Regions from separate parts of the Mus musculus genome. Here all the other regions are linked to region 7. Evidence: chromatin contacts called from public HiCAR-type and promoter capture Hi-C data. All regions are on one chromosome and are shown on one strand. Each heading gives the region's core, a stretch centred on a gene start, on an enhancer-like site or on the middle of the called end of the contact. The rest is flanking DNA. Distances are from core to core; before and after follow the strand shown.

The links. Promoter capture Hi-C pulls out the DNA fragments that hold promoters and counts their contacts. HiCAR-type assays count read pairs that join an accessible place to other places.
Region 1: a HiCAR-type map of astrocytes shows a contact between it and region 7, with 4 times the contacts expected there. The contact joins the promoter of Lsmem1 here to the promoter of Etv1 in region 7. A contact is called at or near these places in 2 of 39 promoter capture datasets (both in the C10 cell line), 1 of 115 datasets of contacts at active chromatin or transcription factors (astrocytes) and 1 of 9 other capture datasets (liver).
Region 2: a promoter capture Hi-C map of embryonic stem cells shows a contact between it and region 7, with 3 times the contacts expected there. The contact joins the enhancer-like site here to the promoter of Etv1 in region 7. A contact is called at or near these places in 2 of 39 promoter capture datasets (embryonic stem cells and stem cell-derived epiblast-like cells), 1 of 484 Hi-C or Micro-C datasets (embryonic stem cells), 3 of 115 datasets of contacts at active chromatin or transcription factors (astrocytes and embryonic stem cells) and 3 of 9 other capture datasets (adipose tissue, embryonic stem cells and liver).
Region 3: a HiCAR-type map of astrocytes shows a contact between it and region 7, with 2.3 times the contacts expected there. The contact joins the promoter of Ifrd1 here to the promoter of Etv1 in region 7. A contact is called at or near these places in 6 of 39 promoter capture datasets (the C10 cell line, hippocampal neurons, liver and 3 more), 2 of 484 Hi-C or Micro-C datasets (embryonic stem cells and nephron progenitors), 6 of 115 datasets of contacts at active chromatin or transcription factors (astrocytes, embryonic stem cells, heart atrium and 2 more) and 1 of 9 other capture datasets (liver).
Region 4: a promoter capture Hi-C map of pre-B cells shows a contact between it and region 7, with 3 times the contacts expected there. The contact joins the promoter of Arl4aos here to the promoter of Etv1 in region 7. A contact is called at or near these places in 14 of 39 promoter capture datasets (the 3T3-L1 cell line, 3T3-L1-derived adipocytes, the C10 cell line and 9 more), 18 of 484 Hi-C or Micro-C datasets (CD4 T cells, CD8 T cells, LSK cells and 12 more), 8 of 115 datasets of contacts at active chromatin or transcription factors (astrocytes, cardiomyocytes, embryonic stem cells and 3 more) and 3 of 9 other capture datasets (adipose tissue, liver and pancreatic islet).
Region 5: a promoter capture Hi-C map of pre-B cells shows a contact between it and region 7, with 4 times the contacts expected there. The contact joins the enhancer-like site here to the promoter of Etv1 in region 7. A contact is called at or near these places in 3 of 39 promoter capture datasets (the C10 cell line, liver and pre-B cells), 1 of 115 datasets of contacts at active chromatin or transcription factors (astrocytes) and 1 of 9 other capture datasets (adipose tissue).
Region 6: a promoter capture Hi-C map of liver shows a contact between it and region 7, with 4 times the contacts expected there. The contact joins the enhancer-like site here to the promoter of Etv1 in region 7. A contact is called at or near these places in 2 of 39 promoter capture datasets (embryonic stem cells and liver) and 3 of 9 other capture datasets (adipose tissue, embryonic stem cells and liver).

What each region holds. Positions count from the first base shown.
Region 1 is chr12:40,197,941-40,200,640 of GRCm38.p6, forward strand. It overlaps Lsmem1 (leucine-rich single-pass membrane protein 1), which reads right to left and starts at 1,375. Exons shown (of 4, transcript NM_001033437.2): 1 at 1,267-1,375.
Region 2 is chr12:39,997,437-40,000,136 of GRCm38.p6, forward strand. No RefSeq gene overlaps it. Among named protein-coding and RNA genes, the nearest start is that of Arl4a, 39 kb to the right of the region's middle. Within about 2 kb of position 1,290, at least 67 of the 459 cell types and tissues checked have an H3K27ac peak or open chromatin away from gene starts, as enhancers often do. A contact at or near this core is called in adipose tissue, embryonic stem cells and stem cell-derived epiblast-like cells, where this site is marked.
Region 3 is chr12:40,221,794-40,224,493 of GRCm38.p6, forward strand. Ifrd1 (interferon-related developmental regulator 1) reads right to left here and starts at 1,396. Exons shown (of 12, transcript NM_013562.2): 1 at 1,076-1,396. The coding sequence starts at 1,163. It overlaps Mir1938 (microRNA 1938), which reads right to left and starts at 1,018; the gene lies at 919-1,018. It overlaps Gm7008 (predicted gene 7008), which reads left to right and starts at 1,571. Exons shown (of 3, transcript NR_045157.1): 1 at 1,571-1,760.
Region 4 is chr12:40,036,767-40,039,466 of GRCm38.p6, forward strand. It overlaps Arl4aos (ADP-ribosylation factor-like 4A, opposite strand), which reads left to right and starts at 1,311. Exons shown (of 3, transcript NR_166749.1): 1 at 1,311-1,739. It overlaps Arl4a (ADP-ribosylation factor-like 4A), which reads right to left and starts at 1,221. Exons shown (of 2, transcript NM_001039515.1): 1 at 1,072-1,221; 2 at 1-67.
Region 5 is chr12:40,107,563-40,110,262 of GRCm38.p6, forward strand. All of the region lies in intron 3 of Scin (scinderin), which reads right to left. Among named protein-coding and RNA genes, the nearest start is that of Scin, 25 kb to the right of the region's middle. Within about 2 kb of position 1,284, at least 32 of the 459 cell types and tissues checked have an H3K27ac peak or open chromatin away from gene starts, as enhancers often do. A contact at or near this core is called in pre-B cells, where this site is marked.
Region 6 is chr12:40,015,722-40,018,421 of GRCm38.p6, forward strand. No RefSeq gene overlaps it. Among named protein-coding and RNA genes, the nearest start is that of Arl4a, 21 kb to the right of the region's middle. Within about 2 kb of position 1,315, at least 254 of the 459 cell types and tissues checked have an H3K27ac peak or open chromatin away from gene starts, as enhancers often do. A contact at or near this core is called in adipose tissue, embryonic stem cells and liver, where this site is marked.
Region 7 is chr12:38,778,818-38,781,517 of GRCm38.p6, forward strand. It overlaps Etv1 (ets variant 1), which reads left to right and starts at 1,265. Exons shown (of 13, transcript NM_007960.5): 1 at 1,265-1,604; 2 at 2,031-2,162. The coding sequence starts at 2,118.

The sequences.
Region 1 (2,700 bases), core at 125-2,624, 1.4 Mb after region 7:
GAGAGAGAGAGAGAGAGAGAGAGAGCAGAAGAAGAAGAAGGAGGAGGAGGAGGAGGAGGAGGAGGAGGAGGAGGAGGAGAAGAAGAGGAGGAGGAGGAGGAGGAGGAGGAGGAGGAGGAGGAGAGGAAGACTAGCTACAAAAGTCACTGCTAAAAGGTCCTACTTTTAAAGTAATAGTCCAGTTACTAAACTTTGCTTGCCACAGACTAAGAAGGCGATGCCAAGATAGCTAAGCTACGGAGACATGGCACTAAGCCTGGTAGCCAGAACTCAATCTCCTTCACCTTTGTTCGATGGGAACCAACTCCTGCAACTTGTCCTCTGACCTCCAAGTAAGTGTTGTGGCATAAACATGCCCCGCCCACACACATAATTTAGAATAAAATCTGTCATAAAATTTGTTCAAGATTTTTTTTCTAAATCTAAAATAGACCAAGTAAATAATGGAGTCCTCTAGAAGGAGACATCTTTACAGCGAGCTCACAATGTTGGTAGATGTTTTTTCAATAAGCCTTTTCAGTGTTGCGACATGTTAAAATGAAAGACAAGCTAGTAGAGGAAAAAAAGGCAGTGTGATTCATGGGCTCCAAGGGCCTGCAGGTGGCTTCTGAGGGACTCTGCCAGTAAACGGATACAAGGACACACCTTGAAAACCAGAACCCACAGCTGTCAACACCAGCCCTTGCTATCTTTGGAAGCTGAAATGAGGGCATTCAGAAACAACCACCGAGGCCGCTGCAGAGTGTCACTACCTATTCCGTGTCGCACTAACTTGGCCTTCCTGCCGAGCTCCACTGGGCAGATTCTTTTCTGATCCTGGAACTCAGACACGTAAGTAGTTTCATTTTCCCGTGTTCTTGATCACTGCTAACAGCTGAGCCTTTCATCATCTAATAATTGCTTGATTCTCTACCAGTAGGACACTTCAACAAATAAAAATTGTCTCTGAAAAAAAAAAACTCATTGTACATTCTCCCTGCAGGTATTGGTATCAAAGCAGAAAACCATATTGTATGCTACGAACTCAGAATTGTTTACCAATGAAGGCTGAACTCAAAGCTTAATACGATGCTTCCTTGAGTGAGCCACGGCCACGTATGAACGGCATTCCTGAGTTCATGCCTCCAAGTCAGGAGGTAATTTTAAAAATCAAGTCTACATCTTTTCTATGAGCAGTCGAAAAGCACAGAATACATGCAATCAAAACCCCAAGGACTCAAAAATCATCATTCGGTCTCAGTAAGAAATAGCATGCAAATTACTTACAAAGACGTGAGCCTCCAATGCTCGGTTTCCTAGAAAAGACAACTACTCAGGAACAACTACAGCCAAACTTTCTACCAGTTCTGTAGTTCGCTCTTAATCTTCCTGCTGCTCACAAGTGCTCCCCTGAGGCCCGTAAACCCAGCACATAATTGGTGGTCTATATTTAGTGTAAATGTAGCCAAGCGATAACAAGATTCCCTGCAGTGGCTTCCGCTCTCATGTCCGAGTTTAAGATACGAATTGGTGAAGCTTTGCTTTAAAACAACAGACCGGCAAGCCTGGATTCAGTTGGTAACTGATGTGGTTCATATGAAGCTCAAGTTGAAAGTCCTTACTCAGTGGAAGTGGCTGTATCGTCTGACAGCACATTTCCTAGCTAGCGCTTCTGCTGTGCTGTGCTCCTGTGTATAAATACCCTGCAGCAGGCAGGAGCTGCCACTGGGACATCTGGTGTGCAGAGACCTCAGTAAACAGGGAGGATAGCTGTGATAACACAACTAGCGGAGTGGCTGATGTGTTAGATTTCCATCCCTGTATCCAAAATAAGTCAGCTTTATACTAGCCCCCCCCCCCGCCCCCCGTTTCAGACCTCTGATCTAGGCTTGCAGAAATAGAAAACATGGTAACAGGTACAGCTGAAAGAAGAGGCTTGAGAGGAAAGGGCCAAAGACTTGTCTTCAACCAAGCCTCACACCTAAAGATCCACCATTCTCCAGCGGTTCCAGGCTGGTGACCATGCAAGCCTTCTACACTTTTCTTTAAGGAGACTTCAGAGATCTAAACTATAGCAGCAGGTCCGGGGACTCCTGGGCTTTCAATTAGCTTTACAAAAAGTGTCTGTGGGTGCAAAGATTGCACACTTCAGCATTCCATCCAAAATGGGCTTCAGAAGCGCACCTGCCTTTTGGAAATAGCAGCCTTGTTTCCTTTCCACAAGTGGCAGGCAGTTTCTGCCCTCTGGTGTACACAATAGGTACTACAGTGAGAGCTGGGGCCTGCAAGCTCCGGGTGCCAGATCACACACAGTTTGGATGAAAACAGACTTGCAGTTGTTTAAGATCTGCCTTCGCTCACAAGTGCCCGCTCATTCTATAGCTCTGTGTGTTCCAGCTTCTCTTACACGGTTCTTTAGGGACATTATTATACTGTCAGAGAACAGGAATCTCACATTTTTTGGTCTTCCCATAGCTTGAGAACCAAGAAGACCATGCACTTGATACCTTTATCATTAAGTGCTGTCACCTGTATTAAAACTAAGCTCAGAAAAAATGAAGATGTTCCCATCATCTAGTCATGCAGGTCAAAAACCAAAACTCTTCTAACTACCCAATCTGTCCCAAATCCCCTATCATCTCAGAAGTACTTGCTTCAGTTTTGATGGCTGTTTTCCCCTTCTTCTAACATTATAACCTCAAGTACTAGTCCTCCAGAGAT
Region 2 (2,700 bases), core at 40-2,539, 1.2 Mb after region 7:
GCAGAGAGGGAGTCTAGGGTGTTGAGAGGGCTATGCTGGGGTGAGGGCCTGAATTGAAAGCCCCAGCAAAATGGAAGGCTGTGTTTCACCAAGTGGGTGGTTTCTTCCCCTTCTCTCTGAGAAGTCACCATCAACGGAACAATCATCAAACCAAGGTCCCTACCCTCCTGGGTGGACACTGAGGACTGAGGGGGATGTTAGAAAGAGTAATGAAAATACCATATACTGAAGTACTGAGTTTGAGTCAGGGAAAACCTCTCCATATGTTTATTATTATTACTAATTATTATTAAAAGCCCCTAGGGAGGCAACGTTCTGTATTCATTTGACTACAATCCCCTTCACATTTGTTAAGAGTCAGAGAACCCAACTGAGAGACAAGAATTCTCAGACCCGAGGCAGACGGCAATTGCCTTTGTAATACAATAAAATGCTAAGCCTTACATTTCCCATTGTAATACGATTAGGTTTATAAGCCTAGCTGGATACTGGAAAGTCTTTTGGAAATAAACAAGGAAAAAAGAAAGAAAGAAAAACTATTTTCAGCCTGTTCTGCCCTGCTGCTGTATTATCCCAAATTGGCCAGTTTTATTTGAAGCATCCTAAACTGGAAAAAAAAAAAAAGGATAACAACAATAATAATACTCTCCTAAAATGCATTTTCAAAGCACACTGCTAAATTGGATCTGTTCCTAAGGTGAATGTGAGAAGGACAGGCCTTGGCAGATACTCCGATATCACACCTACTGCATTTGAAAAACAATCCCTCTACTCCATTCCTGCCCTCAACCTGCCATTGACCCAGCCCAGTCTTACACCCAAGCAAGGCCAGATGGGCTTCCTCCCCCAACACTTCCAGGCTGTACTGGTCTGGGCTGGGGCATTGTCTGGCTAATGGAATTCTGGAAAGAAGCCAGCGCTAGAGCCGGCCTGTGTGTGGTAGGGTTTTTTTTTTGTTTGTTTTGTTTTGTTTTGTTTTGTTTTGTTTTGTTTTGTTTTGAGTGATCACACACTTCAGTCTAAACTGAAGGTGGCAAGGGGTGGGGGAGAACTTAGAGGAGACCGCAGCATAAGGATGAGCTCTGCAAGTGGATAAGAAGTAAGCTCAGTCAACTGATGAGAAGAGAAAAATCATGGCAAAGATTTTAATCCCATGTGAAATGAAATCTCATCAAAGAAGGCATAGATAGGAAAAGCCTAAAATCCTACCTTCCAAAGATGTGTCAATAAGCAAGGGGCAGGATACACAGTCTTGGGTAAACTGCTCCGAGGGCAAAGGGCTGGCTGTCAGGAAATGAGCTTAAGCAAAGGAAACGGAGTGGTCTGGTCAGAGGATTTACACGACTGGTTTTTACCAGCGGGAGCTTTTGGTTTGCTTTTGATGCGAAGATACTTGCCTTGTCTTTTTCACAAGTACAAAAAAAAGAAAAAAGAAAAAAAGAAAAACCAGTGTAAAAAGATAACATCTGGAGCAGTCCCCCCCCCCCCCCCCCACACACCCATGGCTCTCTTACAGAAAACTGTCTTCTTGCAGTCCAGTCCTTGATCTGGCCTGAACTGCTGGGTTGAAAGGAGTTGGGGGATGGGGGGGCGGGGAGGGTGGATAAGAAGTTGGGCGCTGAAGCCTTTCCTCTGGCCAGTCAATTGGCATTGAAAGATTCCACATTAAGTCATCTGATGGAATTCTCACAAAGCAAGCCAAAGGCGCCGTGTTGTGTGCCAGGGGTGTGCTGAGTCCTTGTTATCACCCTATGTTTATACACAGTCTAATTGAAAAGTTTGCTTACAGCATCTGTACAGGTCTCAGAAGATGCTAATAACAACCACCACAGATCGTTGTCCCTCAATCCTCAATCTGCAGAAAGTCTAAAATGTTCATAGGAAATAAGTCTTCAAAGATCAAAGAGTATACCAGACTCTTATGACTCAAGGTTTTCTGAGGAATGCTAGCTCTTTGGCCTGTACTTTTCTTTGTGGGGGGTGGGGGTGGTATCAGAAGCCTATGAAAAGCACCTTTACAAAGGTGTGTCTAAAAAAACAAAAAACAAACAAACAAAAACAAAACTTCCTTGAACCCAATTCTGTGGTCTACAGCATTAGGCAAGTTGGACTGCCGGTGTACAAGGAAGGACCTGATCCGTGAGACCTCTGTGTTCGTCCACTAGCTATGCAAAAGAAAATAAAAGAAGGAAATCAGACCTAAGTAATGTTAATCCCAAAGATTCGAGGAGAGAGAATGCCAAAAACAAATCATCATGGCCAAATTAAGTAAAGCAAGCTTTTCCACTCCTGTGCATGGGCTGCCTCCCACTAAGGCAAGAGGTTAACACCGGACATGAAGAAGACAAGGTTTTATAGCTTAGGGGTAGGGGGTTTCCAAATGGCGGCAAAATAGGAGGGGTCGCAGAAGCGGAGCATGACAAGATGGTAGCAACCCCGCAGTCAAAACGACTTTATGAAGCAAAGTTAAGGTTGCATGATGACAACTTTCTGAAATGAAGACATAGAACATGCAGTCCAGAGTCATCTGTAGATAAGGTCATAAGCAGGTCACAGTCTACTCCTTGAGAAACAGATTTAATCACAAACAGGAATGAATCGAGTTTGTCTTTACTATAAGATGGCTTCAAGCCCAAGATGGAGTCAGGGAAGTTCTTCAGTAAGATGCAGAATGATGCAAACTATGTGTCTTAGTTAGGA
Region 3 (2,700 bases), core at 146-2,645, 1.4 Mb after region 7:
AAAACTGGTCATTTACTTTTCTAATATCATTCGAATGATCAAAGAGTAGTAGCTAGGTCAACAAATACCTAATGGCTATTATCTTGGTGTGGAACGACTGGGGGCATTCCAATATTCAACTCCATAATCTTAACAATTACTTAGTGAGATGACTACCCATTTCAATACTACTCGACTTATGTCTTGTGTGCAGTCTTGTAGAAGGGACCTTCGGCTGCAATCATTTTTTTTTCTTCTCAACCATATGTTAAGAGAATCGTACATTCAGTTCAGCAATTAACCATCCAGAAAAAGCTTTGTCTTAGCATGGAAGGAAAAAAAAAAAAAACTTATCCCTAACTTTCCAGCCAATTGCAACCTCGGCTTCTCACCACCTCTTATCACTGCATGGAACCTATAGAATGCAGCACAAAGGAGAACGCGGTCGCTAGGCTGGCAGCACAAGGGCTGCGGGGGCTCCCGGTTTCTGCAGGTACCGGGTTAGGAGTGGAAGCCACGCTAAGGGTGGGGCGGTGGCCATGGCTTCCGACGCCTCTACCCCGCCTTAGAGGACCTGCGAGACGCGCAGGAAAACAGCGGGATGGAAGCCACTCGTGCCTCTGCGTCACCCTGGCCCCATCACGCAAAGCTCAGGCCTCGTGACGCAAAAGCCGGTCCAAGCCCGCTGGACGTTTGACACTCCCGAGAACTCCATGTTGGAGGGAGCGCCACAGGCAGCGCAACAGCGGCAAGCCACCGGCGCTCCGCCCCATCTCTAGCTCGATAAAGAACCGGACAGCAGGCAGCGACGTCTAGGAAGAACGCCAAGTCCTGGTCACCCTTATTCTGACTCTCCCTCCGGCCCAAGGTCCCAGTTCTCCCCGCCCCCAGGGCCGGAGCTCCAGCACTGCTCCCGCGTGCCAGCTCAAGAAGCGCGAGTCCCAGGGCATGATGGGAACTGCAGTTCAGCCGTACCACGCGCTATGCAGACTTGGGCGTCCGAAGCGAAGACCGAACTACAAGTCCCACCGCGCCCCAGGCCGGGGTCTCCCGTTCGGCCGGCCAGCCGGCTCCCGGGCGTGGGGACACCCCTCACCTGCCGTGGCCGCCGACGTCGCTGCCCCGGAGCCGCCGCCACCCCCGCCACCGCGGTGGGGAGCGTTCCGCTTCTTGTTCTTCGGCATCGTGGGCCGCCCGGTGCCGCCTACACTTGGAGCTCAGCGAGGATCAGCCGATGGAGCTGCACTGTCTACTCGTGCGTCTGTGCGGCGGGCGGCTGAGAGGCGAGTCTCGGGCTAACAAGAGAGGCGAGGAGCGGCGCGGGTGAGAAGCGGCAGCAGCAGCAGCAGAAATCCCCGTGAAGAGCTGCGAGCGGAAACGATACATGTTTCTCTCTAGCGCGGGAGCGAAGGCGGGGTGGCCAGACCACGACGCCTTAAGTAGCCAGACGGCGGCTTGTCGTCACCATGCGTGGGCGGGCCTCCATCGCTCGCTGGCCAATCGCTGCAGATCTCCCCACCGCGGCGTCCACTGGGGCGGTGCCTGCATTCGGACTCCCATTCCCAGAGCCTCAGTCTGCCCTCGGTGCCTGGGCTGCTATGCCTTAGGGCCGCGTGGAGCTTTGGGAGATGTAGTTAGCGAGAGGGCGCGGCCTTCTCCGGGCTCCTCCCAGTCCGATTGCGTCGTGACCTCGTCCCAACGAGGCGTCCGCCCTGGAATTCACCCGGGTAGTCACCGCGATGAGCCATGCGGCAGTTATGCAGCTTGATGAACGTCAGCTTGTAAGATCACGTGTAACAACCTTTCCCCTGCTAATATGAGGCCCCTGTCCAAGCACAACCATACCCTCCTGTGGGTTTAGGGACGTGGGCTCCCCACCCTCCAAAAAAAGTATGCTTTCAGCTACTTCAACTTGTATTGTTCGTGGACCTCATATTCTAGACTAATATCTCAAATAACGAGACTGATGATTCAGTCTCAGATTTTCTTACAAAGATGTGACCTTGATTCCACCTGCCAGTTTGGAGGTCAGTTTGGGATAAGAGTTTATGAGAAGTTCGCAGCTGGCAAAACATACATGAGTTATATCAACAGTCGCAAAGGGGTTTATTTTCTCAAGGTGCTCCCGTTGATCTGTTTTCCGTGTCGCAACACCCAGTCCTGTTTTCAGGAGCTGCTAGTAGGTTCCTATACTGTCCATATGACAGAACAAACTCACTGACTCGTGCAAGTGACTCACTCTGCACTCCACCTCTCACCTCGGCTTCATTCTATTTCAAGTGATGATAGTAAGTCTTTCTCCGTCTTAATGTCCCTCTTGTACCTTAAGCCAACTTAAATTTTTCTCTCCTTTTCTTTACTGCCATATTCTTAATAGTTAATATATTATCTTCCCCCATATTCTGTAATTTATTCACCGTAATTTATTCAGTTTGTTCATAGTGCCCCCCCCCCAGCAATTGATTTTAAAATGAAACTCAGGGCTGTATCTTGATCTCTAGCCATACATAGCTTCAGTTCATACCAGGTCACCCATTTCAATGTTTCATGCCCAGGAAGGCTGATTATTTACTCAAGTGTCTTGTTTGACTAATCCACCTATGTTTATAGTTGTTCCAGAACCTCACAGACTGCCAGTCCTCCTAACCTAGCCTCTCTCACTGCTTTCTAGATATCTTGTTCTTCTCCTGAACTCAACTGGTCTTCGTTTCCAGTACAGGG
Region 4 (2,700 bases), core at 61-2,560, 1.3 Mb after region 7:
TCAAACTGAACGCGTTCTTCTTATCTGCTTACAATTTCTCTTCCTGGGTGATCGGGCTACGCGATTGCTGGGGAGGAAATGAGTAAGTTATTACTGTGAGCACATTAAAAATGGGGTTTCTCTACTTTCGCCAAAAATAAGCACATGAGGGACTTAATAAAACTTGCTGTGAGTAAACACACCAGATGAGGTAGTAGATGTATTCAATCCAAAACAAACGATGCCTAACTGTCACCCAAAGGCTTTCTTCGATCCACTCTAACTGCAGTAACGTGTACTTTTCTCTATTCTCTACGATCCCCGAACCTCAAAAGCTCATTCTGAAGACAACCCAGGCGCCACTATCTGGTGCCGGTCACCGTATCCACCACTAAAGTGCCTTTTCTTAGCAGAAAACTCAAAAAAAGCAGCCCTATCTGGGAGATCTAACCAGGCACGTCTCACCCGGCACCCAGGCTCACTTTCCTGGCTCCGTCCCCGCTACCAAAGCTCTCACCTCCCGGGCTGGAGTCGGGATTCCAATGGAGGGACATTGGCTGATGTGTCTCTCTCTCTCTCCCCGCGAGGAACACGCCACAGCTCCTCTCAACCGAGACCTCCGCGCCGCTCTGGCGGACGCCCCACAGGGAAGCCCAGACTCGGCCTCTGGCCACGCCCACCCTCACGGCCCACCCAGGCCCCGCGATCCCATTGGTCAGCGCGTCAGGGCCGCCCTGCCACTCCCGCCCCGGCGCCCTAATTGGCAAGGGTGCCTGCCACTCCCAGGGCGGCAGCGCCAGGGCTCGCTCTCGGCCCTCCGGCACCACCTGTTGCCCTGAGTGGGAAACGAGCAGGCATCGCAAAGGACGCCGAGCCCCTGCTGCAGGTCCGGTCGCTCGGCCGCCTCGCGCACCTGCAGCATGGGCCACGGTGACGCGGCCCTACGCGGCGGGAGCGGCCCACCGCGCCTCAGCTCGCCGTGCGCCCAGGCTCGCTGGGCCGCGCCAGCCCCTCTACACACCGAACGCCTCCGGCAATACTGCCTCCGCCCCGCCGCAGGCCTCTTCTCCAACATGACCCCGCGCCACTCACCTGGCTGACGGTCCTCCGTCGTCCCGCCTCCGCGGCTGTCAGCCGCCGGGGAGTCTGTCCCCGGGCAGCGGCGAGGCCTGACGGCGGCCGGGCCGACGCCGCGCGCCAGCCGGGCTAACGGTGCTCGCCAGCCTCGCTCCGGGCCGCGGCTCCGCCCCTCGCGCCGCGCCTGCCCGCGGGGGTCGCGCGCGCGCGTGCTGGCCGCGTCTCCTAGCAACGCCCAAACAAGGTCACGTTCCAACCCTTTCGGCGCCCGCCGCCGGCGCAGACGGGCGGGGCTTCGGCCGCGGGTTCTCGGTCTTTCTGCCGCCCCAGGCTGGGTGCGGGAGGGCGTCGCCGGTACCGCCCCTCTTCCTGTCACCCTAGGGCGGCCTCTGGGCGACCGCGGTGTTGATTCAGGGTCCTTGATGTTGGAGGACACTGGCCGGGTGGGTCCCTTACGTCACGTCACAAGGCAGCCTGGGGGAGTCTGCGCTGCCGCCCTCCCTAGCATGTGCTGGCTAGGATGGTAGCCTACCTTTTGTAAGCCAAGCGCTACCTCCTAAGTGAGTCTACGCCCCACAAGTTGGAACAGGAACCAATGCCCCTATTAAGGAGGAAGAAACGCACTTTGGAAACGCTAAATATTTCCAGTAGCCCAAGAAGAACGGGTGATGAAGCTGCAGCTGGTAACTTATGACTAGTGGTAAAGCACATTGGGCTCCATAGTGTAATTGTGTACCACTATGTTTGGCCTTAGGAGGCAAACTGTCGTTTTTGTGAATATTCCAGTCTTTGTAAAAACAGAATGAACCAAATTGGTCATGAACCAATTATAAAACGTGACCAGCAATCTTTTAAAGATGTTTAGAAAAACAAACAAAGGGCATTTTAAAGCTTGGTAGAACCTACAAGAAATTTTTATCTGGAAGGCTATAATAATAGTGCAATTTAAAAGTGTATTTTAAACTAGATTCTGGCCAAGCACTTGAGAGGCAGAGGCAGGCAGATCTGGATGCTTCAGGGCCAGCCTGGTCTACATAGAGAGTTGCAGGCCAGCCAAGGCTACGTAGTAAACCGTGACTCAATAGATACATAGATAGATAGATAGATAGATAGATAGATAGATAGATAGATAGATAGATTGTAACTTTCCTAAGAAATTTCCTGATCTTAAAATTACCATAGCCAGTAGTATTTATTTTATGAATAGTAGAAAGGATTGGGCTTCTTTCTGTTGTTTTTGTTTCTTTGTGGTTTAGTTTTTCTGTTGTTTTGTTGTTTTGGTTTTCGGGGCTTGTTTGTTTGGGTTTGGGGTTTTTTGTTTTGTTTTGGTTTGGTTTTTGGTTTTGTTTGTTTGATTTTTGGTTTTGGTTTTCAAGATAGGGTTTCTCTATGTAGCCCTGGACCAGGCTGGAATCAAACTCAGAAATTTGCCTGCCTCTGCCTCCCAAGTGCTGGGATTAAAGGCATGCACCACCCTCACCACTGCTCACCTTATTTCCATTGTTTTTAATAGCTGATATAAAAATCTAAGGAATAATAAGCACAGTGCCTAGCTTTAAGACAGCATCATTAATTTAGGAAGAAAAATCTCAAATGGCATATTCTATAAAGTTATTGAATGTAATCTGAACTAAAGATTGTAAC
Region 5 (2,700 bases), core at 34-2,533, 1.3 Mb after region 7:
TAAAGTATTAACATTCTCATAAAATAATTTATTTATCTGTTTATTTTTAAAATTAGCCAATACAATTTATATAGAACAACACAGTTAAATAGTCAAAAAGATGCATACAACATGAAACCTTAATATATATGCACATACATACATATATATATATATATATATATATGTATTATTAAATAATTAAATTTAAGAAACTAAGATAACTAAAATCACCCAACAGTTTTATCAAGAACCATAAAAGGAGTTAATGACCTTTGACTCGGTAGTGATTCATTTTAATAATTATTCACAAAAAGAAGAAAAACCTACATGCACATGAATTGTAATTATTATGTGATCTTAGTGAGGCATAACAAAGCTATTAAATACTCAATTATAGGAAAAGCTGTTTAAATTAAGATGCATAGAAAGAAATGGAACTACTAAAATTACTCTTAACAGAAAAACAGGAAAAGTCATTTGTAATAACACAGAGATTATATTATGTGTCATCTGGGTTGAAACATTACCAATTGAACTTTGGTAACAGCAATCATAATATATACAGCTGCAATCATAAAATAAAGACATTTGAAAATTATATTTTGTGATTGTAATATAATTGCTTCAAGTTTCTCCTGCCCTTTCCTCCCTCCAAGTCCTCCCATAAGTCCATGCTCTCTAAGAAGATATTTTATCAAAAAGAATGTGGTTTAACAAATGAAAGAAGTTAGTTTTTTCCCAGGCACCCAGCCAAACACAGGGGTCTGAATTATCTACCACACACCATCTGAGTGGTAGAAACTTCCTGTGTGGGAAGCAGCAGACCAAATCACGAAGAATGCTTCTAATATCAAGAGGCCCCATGGTTCTGTACTACAGAAAGGTCAGAGCATGAGTTACAATAGGAAAGAAAGAGCATCAACAGAAGGATGGCTATGCAACTGGTGTACAGGATGCTCAGAGATGAAACAGAGGTACGTGTTCTAATATGGTGTGGAAACCATTCAGACAAACTATGAAGAATAAAACAAAGCCACAGAGCAACACAGTTAAGTATGGCCAAAAACATTCTTTGGCTACAAAGAAAGGTATTTGAGGAGGCATAGCTTTAATTATAGAGGCATGACTAGTTAGAGAGAATCCATTCACTGCCCCATTCATTTATACAGAACTCTCTGAGAGGGCAATTCTGGAGAAAGGGAGTTAAATATGACAAAGCCACTGGGAGATTCTACATAGAGAGACAGCTGCTCTAACATTTGCACCAGGGTTGTTTTACAACTTCCATGAATCTCACCTGGTGAGCTGTGGAGACTAGGTAGCATGGCAGCTAAATGTGAGGGAGAGGATGTGTGAGCGAGGAGGGCCGGGGCAGCCACTGCTTGGTAGGACAATGTATTTGCATGTTTTGAATGTGTTCAAGCATATAATATCTAATATGTTGTGCATAGTATATTACACATAATATGTATTAAAATCAAAATGAAAGTACACTCACTGAAAGATATCTTCATCCCAGAGTCATTTCATCACTCAAAGGCAATGCACAAAAATGGAACAAGCTTTCTTGGGGGTACTGGGGCAAGCTTTGAACAACAGAGGCTTGCAATTGTTCTTCAAGCCTTCCTCTTTCTCATGGTCCCACCTGACTTAACCTGAAGTCCTCTTTAAGAACAAAGTATATCTATTGGTAAACTCAAACTTTGGTAAGAAATACTAAGAACTGTCTTGGATTCCATTTTATTCTGTAGTATGATGTCATTCCTCAGGATCATCAAGGCACATCTCTTTCCTGTTTCTAACAGAGTATATTCCTACTGTTTCCTTTCTAGCCCCATTTCTGAATCTGCACATTGGAATTTGAGGCACACATGTAGAACCACTTGAATTCCACTCCAAGGTCAGCAATTACAATGCATGAAAACACATGGTTTCCAATGACTGTTAGTCACTGAGACTTAAGATCAATGGAGCAGAAAGGGCATTTAAAAAAAAAATACAGCGATATATACACAGATGGAAGTTTCTGTTGCTATCACACTTCATGTTCAAACCATTCTGTAGTACAAAAACACAGAAATCCTGATATGAGAGAAGCATGTTTAATTATTTGGCCTGCCACAAGACTGCCTTCACAAAAAGCCCTAATCTGAGAGACTTCCTGAGAAACTGCGTATTGAAGTTCTCTGGGAGATTCCAGCACTCACTAGCATCAAAACCATTGCCAGTCACCTTGGGCACACAGTTCTTACATGGAGCCCAGGTCACCCTTCAGGCAAAATCAGCACAGAGTCTTAGCACATAATCCTTTCCCTACCCCAGTTAATGACAGTTTGCAAATAATTCCCTTCATAGTAGATGCAAGAAAGTAAACTTTAGTGTTGATATTTTATATTACAGAAAATAGAGAACGTAGATCAGAATTAACTATCTAGGTTCCTCAGATTAATTAGTAACTCTCATAACAGATTTTCTCCAGTTACATAATCATCTAACTTATGTTTATATTGCATATCAAATTAATTATATTAAACAGGCTAAGCTTTAATTAAGATGACTCTTCAAACTCTTCTGACATTTGACTTTTTACCATTGAAAACCAAGTCTAGTAAGAAAATACATCACTTGTCTATCAATAACATATGATGAAAAGAATACATATATATATATATATATATATATACACACACATATATATGTATGTATATGTATGTGTGT
Region 6 (2,700 bases), core at 65-2,564, 1.2 Mb after region 7:
TTGATCTGGGCCTGAAAAAGTTTCATCTGAAATAAAAACAAAGCTGTAAGTATATATAAATTTTTAAAAATGTAAATGTTTGGATTTTTTAATGAAAATAAAAGGGGCCTGGAGGTGTAGCTCAGTGGCTACATGTGTGATAATAACTGATTTGGTCAGATTGCTCTAGGCATGCAAACTTGTTGGCTGCTAAGGTCACCTTGAAGGTGAAGTTCCTGTACTTACAGGCCAGAGAGCGGTTGCCCTCTCCTGAGACTCGACATGAACTCCAAACTCCTTTTTCTTTTCACTTCAGCTAGGATGCTTTGAAAACACAAAGTATTCATGACCTTCCTTTATGAAGATGTTATGGCGGCAGGGTAGACAATAGAAAGCAATCAAGATTAGCCTATGAGAGAAGCCAGTTGGCAAAAACTGGGGAGCCATTCCCTGCCGAGCTTCATACAGCCAGTGGTGCGTGCCCAAGAGAAGCCTGAGATTGACAGATGTTTGGGAGCTGGGCGTCGTGAAGGTGACCTATAAACGACTGTTGGCTCATGGCCCAGTGCTCTTAGGGTAAATGTCTTTCCTTCAGCTCATTAGCTTTAAGGCTGGAGAGGTATCTCAGTGGTTATAGTGTGCAGCGCTTGCAGGGGACCTAAGGGGTTCTAACACTAATGGGGGGGGGGCGAATGGCGTCATTGTGACTGCCCATGTCCAGTTCCAGAGGATCTGATACCTTCTTCTGGACTTTGTGGATACCTACACTCAGGTGTGCACATACTAATACTCAGACATAAACATGTACACATAATTTAGCTGTTCTTACTGGATTTACACTTTTGGAAGAGAGAGATCCCATTTCATACAGTTACTAGGGAAGTATCATATTGTCCAATGCCAAGATTCGCTTTGAAGAGGATTTAGAATACTGTACATAACCATTTCAAGCCTTGCAGTGTCCGGAGAAGAGAATTATAAGTCCTAATGACGGTGACTACTCCCAGTTTAGGAAGCTAAAACTCTGGGTGCCAACTCCACCCCAGTCTCCAGTTCAGCTCTCCTTTCAGACACCAACTCTTTCCTTACAGCTGCCTGTGTAGAGCAATGGCCTTTTCCCCTTCAAAACAGACTATGTGCTGTTTTAAAGATATAGCCTCACTAGTGTGGGAGTCTAGCAGCAAGCAGTTGTAAAACTGCTTTATAACGGGACCCTCACTGGGCTCAACACTTTAGATCACAGTAGACAAGCCTCCGTGAGGCAGCTTTGAAATCCCAGGGCTGTGGTCAAAGTCCCGACCTCCTGGAAGGACAAAGTGTTCTGTGTCTGTACTACAAGGGTGTGGCGTTTGTAGCTAGTAAAATAATCTGAACACAAAGACCTCTCGGTCCTGCGGGGCTCACTGCTGGACTGAGTCAGCGGAAAGCGGTGGGAAAGGAAAGTGGCTCTTAGATTTCGGAACCTCTAACGCTGCACCACCCCTCTCAGTTCCGTTCCAGCAGACAGGAAGGGGCTCTCAGCAACTAACACGTACGCACGCTCACACACTCACACTAAACAGAAGATAAGATGAGGAACACGAGCCTCCTCTTCACCTCTGACTAGACTCCTGCTTTATCTCCGAATCCTCCTTTCCAGTAAAACCACCCATCTGTCACAAACAGGGATACGAAGCCTGCTATAAATAATGGTCAACACCAGAGCCTCTGCTCTTAACAGGACTGCAAAAATCCATGGTCCTCTTTAACACAGGCTAGGTTTCTGTATATCACGAAATAATCAGATGTTCAGGTTGCTAATGTCCAACTGAAGGCTAATGTTTTGGAAACAATATATTGCTTTGTTAGACATTTTATGTGTACAAATTAATTGGAGAATTAAAAAGCTACCAGAAATGACAACCACATCCCTAACACATTCTTCCACCACAATTTAAGCTTCTAAAAAGTGTACATTCTACAAACTGTTATTCTAAATACTCTGATTTCTGCAATTAAAAGCCTCAAAGGTATGGATTTTTCACAAACTGTCCACAATATTTATATCTCTTTCATAATTATGTGTGAGAGGTGGGGTTGTTGTCACTTCTGATAGCTTTTTAATTCTCCAATTAATTTGAACACATGAAATGTCTAACAAGGCATTGTTTTGTTTCTAAAACCTTAGCCTTCCGTTGGACATTAGCAACCTAAACATCTGATTATTTCACTTAGATAATTGTTTCCAAAGAATGTGTGGAAACATTTTAACAAGGTAAAAAAAAAAGATTCTATATAAATTTATGCTCTCTCATAAATCCGTGAGGTATGGAATTCAAATCCCAAGGATTCATAGTCAGGGAAATCAATGACCAGGACGAATCAGAAACACTGTATTGATTGCCTTCCTTTAAAATATCAGCAAGCCTAGGGTTACAGGCACACTCCTTTGTTTTCACTGTGTGTCCGATTGTACACAGCACTGTGTCACACAGGACATTTTCACAGCAGAGCAGACTTCTGCTCAGCCCGTTCAACACCATCCCTTCTACCTTCCCTCCCTCCTCTCCCTCCTCCCTCTCCCTCCTCCATCTCCCTCCTCCCTCATCTTCCTGTCCTCATCATTCCCCCCTGGGCAGTTTTGCTTTCAGTTTCATGTTGTATGCACATCCGTGGTTTTATGTAGTATATAAAATCTAGGAATCACAACTGAAAGCGCAATATTGGTCATTCTGAAACTAA
Region 7 (2,700 bases), core at 15-2,514:
GAAAGGCTTTGGAAACTGTTACCGCCTTGTCTGGGGTTTGCAGACTGGCGGGTTACCCACGCTGTGCTCCCCTCTTCGGGTTGCACCCTCACAAAGTCTAGTAGCGTTCGAACGCACCCCTCGCCCGGGCTCTGATACTGTCCTCTCTCAAAGAGGACGCGCGCGGCGCCCTGACTAGGCTTGGGGCAAGCATTGTGTGTGCCCTGGAAGACTACACTTTTCCCTTGGTGAAGCGCAGAGTGGTTTTGTCATAAACTACGCTCTTTCTCGGCGGGTCCGGAGTACCAGGCGCGCACGCTCCCATTTTGATGTTTCCACCATGTTCCATTTAAGGGAAGAAACTTTCAAATAGAAATTGAGAACTGCAGCACATTGCTCAACGGGGCTAAACAGCTGCTGGAAAAGTCCTTTAGTCCCCAGCTCTGGTCCCCGCCAGGGTCTCAAGTGACTTTTAGCACCGTAAAGCCCCGGCCCCACTCCTCCCTGGCTTCCAATTCTTGGTAGGGCAGCGGCTGCAAAGGGGACACATCAGAACTAAGCTCTGTGGGCAGGCAGCTTCAGAGAGATTCTCGCTTCCAAAGGTCCCATCATTGTCCTTGTAACCCGAGCCCTCCCTGCTCTTCCCCCACTTCTTGGTGGAGGAAGTGAAATCTTCAAGTACAGTAAGTGACACCCTCCGCCTCTCTGTATACATAACAAAAGCTCCGGAAACGGCGGGGACGGGGGAGGGGTGCGGGAGGGGGGCATCTGAACTACCAAGTCCTCCCCCACCCCTCTGTGGCCACTGGAGGTTTTTTTCCCTCTCAGCACTCTCCAGGATGAATCTGATTTTTATACTTTCCTCGCCCACTCTGCTACGTACTCCTCCGGATCCTCTCTTCCAGCGCCACCTCTCCTTAGAAGCAGCTTCTCCCGCTTGCTTTCCTTACAATATTTTCATGTCCAACGGACGAAAGGAGATCATTTTTGTTGAAGATGTATTAAAAAAAATCTTATAAGCCCTATTACAGTGTTGAAAATGGAGAAAAAAAATAGCTTGGACCGAAAGCTTCTGAGGAGCAAGGCTGGAGCGTGTGGTGGGTGGACTCCGGGTCAAAGGTAGAGAAAAGGGATTGTGGACACTCGATCTGTACCCCAACCTCTACGACAGTGCTTTAAGGACATAATAATGGACCAAACAACGCTAGGAATGAGAACTGGTTGACTCGATACACTAGGTTTCAGTATCCCTCCGGTTTTAACAAAAACAGCGAGTTAGGAAGGAAGTAGTTTCCCTCGGTGGCTTTTCCTGGGTGCGGACCCTGCGACTTCTCCCAGAGTGGTCGCAAAGGCATAGGGGCGCAGGAGACCCAAGGGAAGGGGCCGAAAGCTGCCTGATTGACAGCCCGAAATCTGATCTTGTGAAAGAGACGTGGAGCCAATGGGAGGCAGCGATCCATCAGTTTGGATTGGAGGCCCCTGGAGGAGAAGTAGAGGAAAAACCACCGAATTCAGCTCTGTCAGAGGCGCTTTCGGCTTCCAAGGGGAAGTGCTGGGCAATAATTAATGTTTTTATTAAATTTGGAGGGAATTTTTTGCAGCCGTTCGCCTAGCGTGGCCTTCAGGTGGGTATTTCCAACAACTTTTTATGTCTCTCCAGATAATTGCATGGTTGTGGGTTGCAAAAACTATTCTTATGAAAGAGGTAGCTCCGTCTCTTTAGTCCCGTTAGGTGAAAAGCAAGTCTCGTTGATCGCCATTGCTAGTTTTGCCCACGTTTGCGAATCAGAGCCGCCTGGGGTACACTGACCGAGCAGGGAGCATCCAGAGTGTAAATAAATACATTGCCTCTTGTTAGGATTTTTGATACGACCGAAAGTATGTAAATTGTGAACTCTCTTGGCTCTCTTTGGATCCAGGTGAAGAAGGCGGCGTAGGGGAGGGTTATTTTTGTGAATGGGGCTGTCGAGGGTAATTAGCTATGCAAATGCAAGAGCTTCATTCATGATTTTTTTTTTTTTAAGCCTAAAAGCCATCTTGTTCCCCTCTAGGTTGATAGAAGTCCAGATCCCGAGGAAATCTCCAGCTAAATGCTCAAAATATAAAACACTGAGCTAATATTTGCGAAGAGGAGCAGAATGGATGGATTTTATGACCAGCAAGTGCCTTACGTGGTCACCAACGTGAGTGATCAGTTCGAAAGTTGCTGTTTATAAACTTGACTTGGACGGGGGTGGGGAGAGCGAGAGATGCGAAGGGAGGGGGCAGGGGGTTGGGACTGCAGACACTTTATCTGCTTTGTTGCCACTGTAGGGCGACTCTGCTTCTAGAAGCCCTATCTACAAAATGAGCTTACCTTTGAGTGATTCGGATAAGGCATAGTTTTGTTTTAAGACCTCTTCTTCTGGTTAATATGTCCACGATGAGTGCAAGAGGAGACGGAGGGCAGCAACAGCTGCACTCAAAGTTTGTGGCTGGGTTTATCTGCCACATTGAAAAGAACGAAGTTGAGACAAATGCTGACAATTTTGTGTTTACATGGGGTGTCTTGGGGGGGGTCTTCCCCCTCCCCTCTCATTTTCTCACTTTTCCCAGTTTTCCTTTGGCTTCTCTTATTACGGGTGGGGGTGCTGTCTGAGAGAATGGAATTCGCTGTTTTAATCTGGAGTTGATTCAGAAAAAAAAAAAAAGAAAGAAAAGAAAAACATTAAGCGTTTTAGC